2 separate regions of the Mus musculus genome follow, and region 2 is linked to region 1. A link is a contact called in public Hi-C data. All regions are on one chromosome and are shown on one strand. The core of a region is the stretch at or near the end of the contact, and the rest is flanking DNA. Distances in the headings are between cores, read along the strand shown. Region 1 holds the start of Ganc (glucosidase, alpha; neutral C). Region 2 holds the start of 1810024B03Rik (RIKEN cDNA 1810024B03 gene).

Evidence for each region. Hi-C and Micro-C count contacts between places; a contact is called where the count stands out from the background.
Region 2: a Hi-C map of CD8 T cells shows a contact between it and region 1, with 6 times the contacts expected there. The contact joins the promoter of 1810024B03Rik here to the promoter of Ganc in region 1. A contact is called at or near these places in 1 of 39 promoter capture datasets (cranial neural crest) and 1 of 484 Hi-C or Micro-C datasets (CD8 T cells).

What each region holds. Positions count from the first base shown.
Region 1 is chr2:120,402,511-120,405,210 of GRCm38.p6, reverse strand. Ganc (glucosidase, alpha; neutral C) reads right to left here and starts at 1,315. Exons shown (of 24, transcript NM_172672.2): 1 at 152-1,315. The coding sequence starts at 180. Tmem87a (transmembrane protein 87A) reads left to right here and starts at 1,095. Exons shown (of 20, transcript NM_001110496.1): 1 at 1,095-1,306; 2 at 2,441-2,501. The coding sequence starts at 1,151.
Region 2 is chr2:127,206,913-127,209,612 of GRCm38.p6, reverse strand. It overlaps 1810024B03Rik (RIKEN cDNA 1810024B03 gene), which reads left to right and starts at 1,333. Exons shown (of 2, transcript NM_198630.2): 1 at 1,333-1,438. It overlaps Snrnp200 (small nuclear ribonucleoprotein 200 (U5)), which reads right to left and starts at 1,227. Exons shown (of 45, transcript NM_177214.5): 1 at 1,075-1,227; 2 at 476-639. The coding sequence starts at 1,119.

The DNA.
Region 1 (2,700 bases), core at 66-2,565:
TATTAACATTACCCAAATCCCCGCAGAACCAATAAAGAACGATGAAGCAAATAGCAAGCATTCAAGGAAGTGCTTTAAAACCTAAGTGAAGCCATCAAAGCTAGAAGGTTGTTTTTGGAGTCCGTTCTTGGGGGGAGCAATTGCCCTTTACCTGATTTCCTCTTTCTCAGCTGCTTCCATGGCACAAGGATGTTAACTCTGCCTGACTCCTAACTCTCAGGCCACAGTCTCAGGCGATCTTTAAAAAAACGGTGACAAGCAGGCTTGCTAAATTATAACCCGTACTTCATCACAGTCAAGAGTCCCCTTCGGGCAGAAGCCAATCTTAATTTTTTTTCATCTGGTATTATCTCAAGCGTAAACCAGCGTCTTTACAGGGATAAAGTACTTGGTAAATATTTCTAGGTTGAGAGTGGCTGATGAACTTTGCTTTTATTGGCGGAGATGTGCTCGCTGCCCTAGAGGTTAAAATCTAAGAGTGTGAGAAACAGGAAGCACCACCAATAAGGGTCAGTCTTAGTGGCTGTCACTCTACAATACCGAAAGCTGACCTGATCTCTCCTCACTTTTAGTTTCGAATGGGGAGTACAGTCTGGATCACTGCTGGACGCTGATGTCGCCTGTCAAACTATGCTGCAGCTGCCCCACAGTCTTTCAGGGTCAAAAGGGACTTTGGAGCTAATGAATCGTTTCTACTTCAGCCCCGTCACATTCCAGGCTCTGTTGCCACAGCTCGACAGCCAGAGAACTCAGTACTTGATGTCAATCATGCATCCAGTGTGCGCGCTTCTACAGACGTCTGGCCTGCGCCTGACCTTGACTTGGAAAGGATGAGGGGCGGGAAGAAGCAGGAAAAGCAAAGCCTTGGCCGCTGCACTGAGTTCCTTTAAGGGCTGGAAGAACAGAGGGAAGCACTAGACCTCAAAACTCTGCTAGTTCACCTCCAGGCCACGATCGCAGGGAAACAGGAGGACGCCTGCGCAGTAGACTCAAAGTTTCTGGGGCGCTCTGAGCGTCTGTGGGAAGAAGCACAGTTTCAAGGACCCGGATAATCCCGCCCACAAAGTAGCGCCGGAAGAGGGTGGGACGAGCCGGAAGAAGGCGGAACTACCTAGCCGGAAGAAGGCTCAATACTTTGGGTAGGCGCTTCATGGCTGTGAAGATGGCGGTGGCTGCGTGGCTTCAGGTGTCTCCTGTTATTTTTCTTCTTTTAGGGGCGCAGCCGTTCCCATTATCGTTTCTTGGTGCAGGTCCGGCACCCGTGTTTGCTGCAGATAGATCGAAGTGGCACATTCCGATGCCGTCGGTGAGTGTTGGGGTCGCTACTGAGCCTGAAGGGGGTAAGAGGTGGGGCTACGGTGGCCCAAGGGGTCCAGGAAGATTTCTGGAAAGTCGGGTTCCCAAAGTGAGTGGAATACCCAGAGCGTCCGTGTAGCTGCCGACGGGATCCCACCTGCCCTGAGCTGAGAGCTGAGCTATTTGCTGTAGGCGAGGAGTGTCAGGGGCCAAGCGTGTTCTTACCGGGAAAGTAACAGAACTTTAAGCATGGAACAGGAGAGAAACTTAATACACAGGGAGAGATAGTAGTTTCTCTTTCAGCTAGAATGTTACAAAATCCAGTACTAGGGCTGGATGAAAGGGAGATGTGAATAGAAGTCTTTATTTTTAACTCGTGTGTGTGTGTTTGTAAAAATAGTCCTACGGATGAAGGGTTTTGATTTGGTTTAAACTTGGAAACGTCTTTTGTGATTAGGGGACTTGGAGATTCAAAAATGCATTTTAACATGGGAATAGCCAAAACGAAACAATTCTAAAATGTTGTGTAGTAAGGATAGTCTTTTGTTTGGATAGTTAACTGATAAGTCGACCCATTTTAGAATCTCGTTTGACTTAGTACAGTACTTTGAACCAGAAAAACCAGATTTTGGTGAGAACTGCTTTAAAAACCATTAGCCATTTCGTTGACCTTTTTGCCTTTTTTTTTTTTTTGTCCTGTTCACTGTACATTTATATGGCAAATATTACAGGTTGTATTCATGTTGGTAAAGGGTTTTGGGCTTTGAGTTGTAGTTTTCTGTTTGTTACTGAAATGATTAATAGTTAAGTCCTTTTACATGTAAAAGTAAAACTGCTGAAAGTTTATTCAAAAGTCGGTTGTTCTGAGGGATGATTCGTGAGTAAAAAAGGAACTGTCCAGCTCAAGCCACTTTGAAGTTAGGTTGAAATTTGTAGCAGCCTCCCACTCAAGAGTCCCTGCTCTGTGGCCTGTAGGGAGCGGCAAGAGCCAATAGTTAGGATATGACTGACTTTCACTAAAGAAAATGTTGTTACTGTCTTTTTGATTAAGAAAATTTTGAATATTTTATAAATGTAGGTATTCATATTCTGCCTTGAAAATCGAAATGCCCTGATGTTAATTATCTTCCCTTTATCTTTTCAGGGGAAAGGTTATTTTAATTTTGGAAAGATTCTTTTCAGAAATACTACCATCTTACTGAAATGTGAGTTTCTAAACTTCATTGAGTTATTCGGATCTTTTAAACTTAGAAAATTATTCTCTACCCTAGTTTGCTTCTGTGTGCGCGCGCGCATTTGTGTGCATGTAGGAACATGTATGCATGTGTGTGAAGGTCAGAGGTCAGTTACTTGTGTCTTCCTCAGTTGCTGTCAGCCCTGTTTTTTGAGACAAGGACTCTCTCC
Region 2 (2,700 bases), core at 84-2,583, 6.8 Mb before region 1:
AGTCCTGAAAACAGTCGGGGATGGGGCTGGAGAGAAGAGTCGAGTTGTTCACCCCAGTACTGCTTTCCAAGAGGACCCAAGTTCAGTTCTTAGCCCCACACTGGGTAACTCAAAACCTCCTGTAACTCTAGCTCCAGGGACTCTCAAACCCTCTCTGGCCTCCACACAGGCATCTGCATACGTGTGCACAAACCCACACGAACATACACATGCACGTAATTAAAAATAAAACAGATCTTTTAAAAAGATAACCGGAAGAAAATTAACATCTATGAATCAGAAACGAGTCAGTAAAAGGTATCAATAGATTTTGTTCCACTTCATTACACCTAAATCCAAAGAAGCTCTAAACCTTGGTTGTTGTGCACACACCACTCATCTTCCATATAAACTTGAGTAAAACTACTGCTCTAATGCTAAAGATGGGCTTTACATTAGATGGAAAAATAGCATCCAGCATCCCCTTAGTACTTACTTGGCCCGTCTTTCTTCCTGCATCTGTGGTTTGGTCCGTTGAGCCTTATCTCCCATTCGGGTTCCCTCCAACTTCCCAACCAGGGACAGAACCTCTCCCGTCGGTTCATCCCGGCGGGTCCGGTCAATGAGAGAGCGGTCAGCTTGGAGCACAAGATTTGAGTTCTGAAAAGATCATACTTTATCAAAACTTTGATATGTATAGTTTTGAATCCTGTTATTACAGTGACAGCAGATGATGGGAAAACAGTGGAATAAAAAAAAAATCATGCTCTTAAGAAGAAATAACATAGCATTACACGATGCGCGAGCACTATTGCTGTCTGAGAAGGTGAACGACCAGCGCTCCTAAGAGCATCCACAACAGCCCACATTTGGGTAAAATGTTGGGCACATTGCGGGTAAAGAGAAGAAGGTGCGAGTTTAGCGCTGAGGGGGCTGGGGAAAACCCAACTCCTAAATTCTCAAGCGCCCCAAATTCCACGGGGTTTTTCCTTCGTGTTTTAATCCATCCTTCACCCAGCTCTGATCTCCCGCTCAAGTGTCCGTGGCTGTCCACGACCTCCCCTGTCTGCACCGGTCCTTCGAGACCACACGCACCGCCTTGTACTCGTACTGCAAACTGCGGGCAGTCACATCCGCCATGGCTGCTGATGCTCCGGGAACTCAGGGTTCCACTCTTCTTCACGCTCCGAACCGCTTCAGCGAACCGCCCTGGCACAACAGGTACAACGCAGGACGAACGTAAGGGACGGAGAAAAGAAACGGACTTGCTTCCGCTTCCGGGACGCCCGCTAAACGTGAGACTTTCCGGTTACTAACCACTGCTTCTGGGCGGGGTTTGCGGAGATGTACAGTAGTACATCCGGGTCAAGGATTCCATTGACCGACGAGACACACGCGCGTGCAAATTGTGGTTCCAGGCATCTCTACCTGCGACAGAGCCAAGGCCCAACCCCTAAGCGTATGTTGAAAGTCCCTTTCTGTAATTCTTTTGGTTTCTCATACCAGCCATCCTGTGAGGCAGGCAGACATGCAGGCAAACGGAAACTAAGGGATAAGGAAGCTGAAGGTTCAAGCAAGTTAGCAAGACAGGCATGGTGGCGCATTCCTTTAATCCCAGCACTCGGGAGGCAGAGGTAGTGGATTTCTGAGTTCGAGGCCAGCCTGGTCTACAAAGTGAGTTCCAGGACAGCCAGAGCTACACAGAGAAACCTTGTCTCGAAAAACAAAACAAAACAAACAAAAAACCAAAACAACAACAAAAAGACAAAAAAAAAAAAAAAAAAAAAAAAAGCAAGTTAGCATGTACCTAGTTCTAGTAACCGACTGGATTTCTACCCCAAACCCCTTTCCGCAAGACTCTCCCCTGTGTCAGCTGACTGACGGTAGAGGAAGAACTATTTGTGCCCAATCTTTTGTCACAGCCTGTCAGGACTTTAGGTGTGCGGATTACAGCATATGTATAACTTTGTCCTCCTCAATGTGACACGAATGTTTTACTAAAGAAATATATGAAAAATAAATAATATGTATGGAATTACTATTCAGTTTTATTCAGCAGTAGTGGTACCTTTTATGTAAAGGTGGTATTTAGTCTTTTCATAATTCTCTACACAACACTGAAAGCAAAACAGTGAGTTCTGCTTTCCCTTGATATTTAATAAGCACGAGTGAACCTTAAGTCTGTGTCCTAATCCACCCAGCCATTTTGCTGGCAATTTTTTTTTATTGTTTGGTTTATCATTTACATTTTATTCTATGTAGATAGGTGTTTGGGCTACATGTATGTTTGTGTATCATTACATGCAGACTTCCACGAAGTCCAAAAGAGGGTGTCAGATCCCCTGAGACTGGAGCTGCAGATAGGTTGTGAGTTGCCATGTGTGTGGAGGGGTTGGAACCCAGGTCTTCTCAAAGAGCAGCCAGTGTTCATAACCATTAAGCCATCTCTCTAGCCCTTATCTGGTTTTTGAGAAAAGATCTCCTGGAGTCCAGGCAGGCTTCAAACTTGCTATCCAGAGACTTCTCTTGCACTCTTGATCCCCCTGCCTCCAACTCATAAACACCGTGGCTGCAGCTATGGATGGTTGTGACAAGCTGTACCTTATCATATTTAACAGTAAGAGCAGCATAGTAACCCTAGGTTGGACTCATTTACTTTTTTTCTTCTTTATTAGTAGGAAGAAGTTTTATCGTTTAGGGGGTCTAAGAATTTGCATTTCA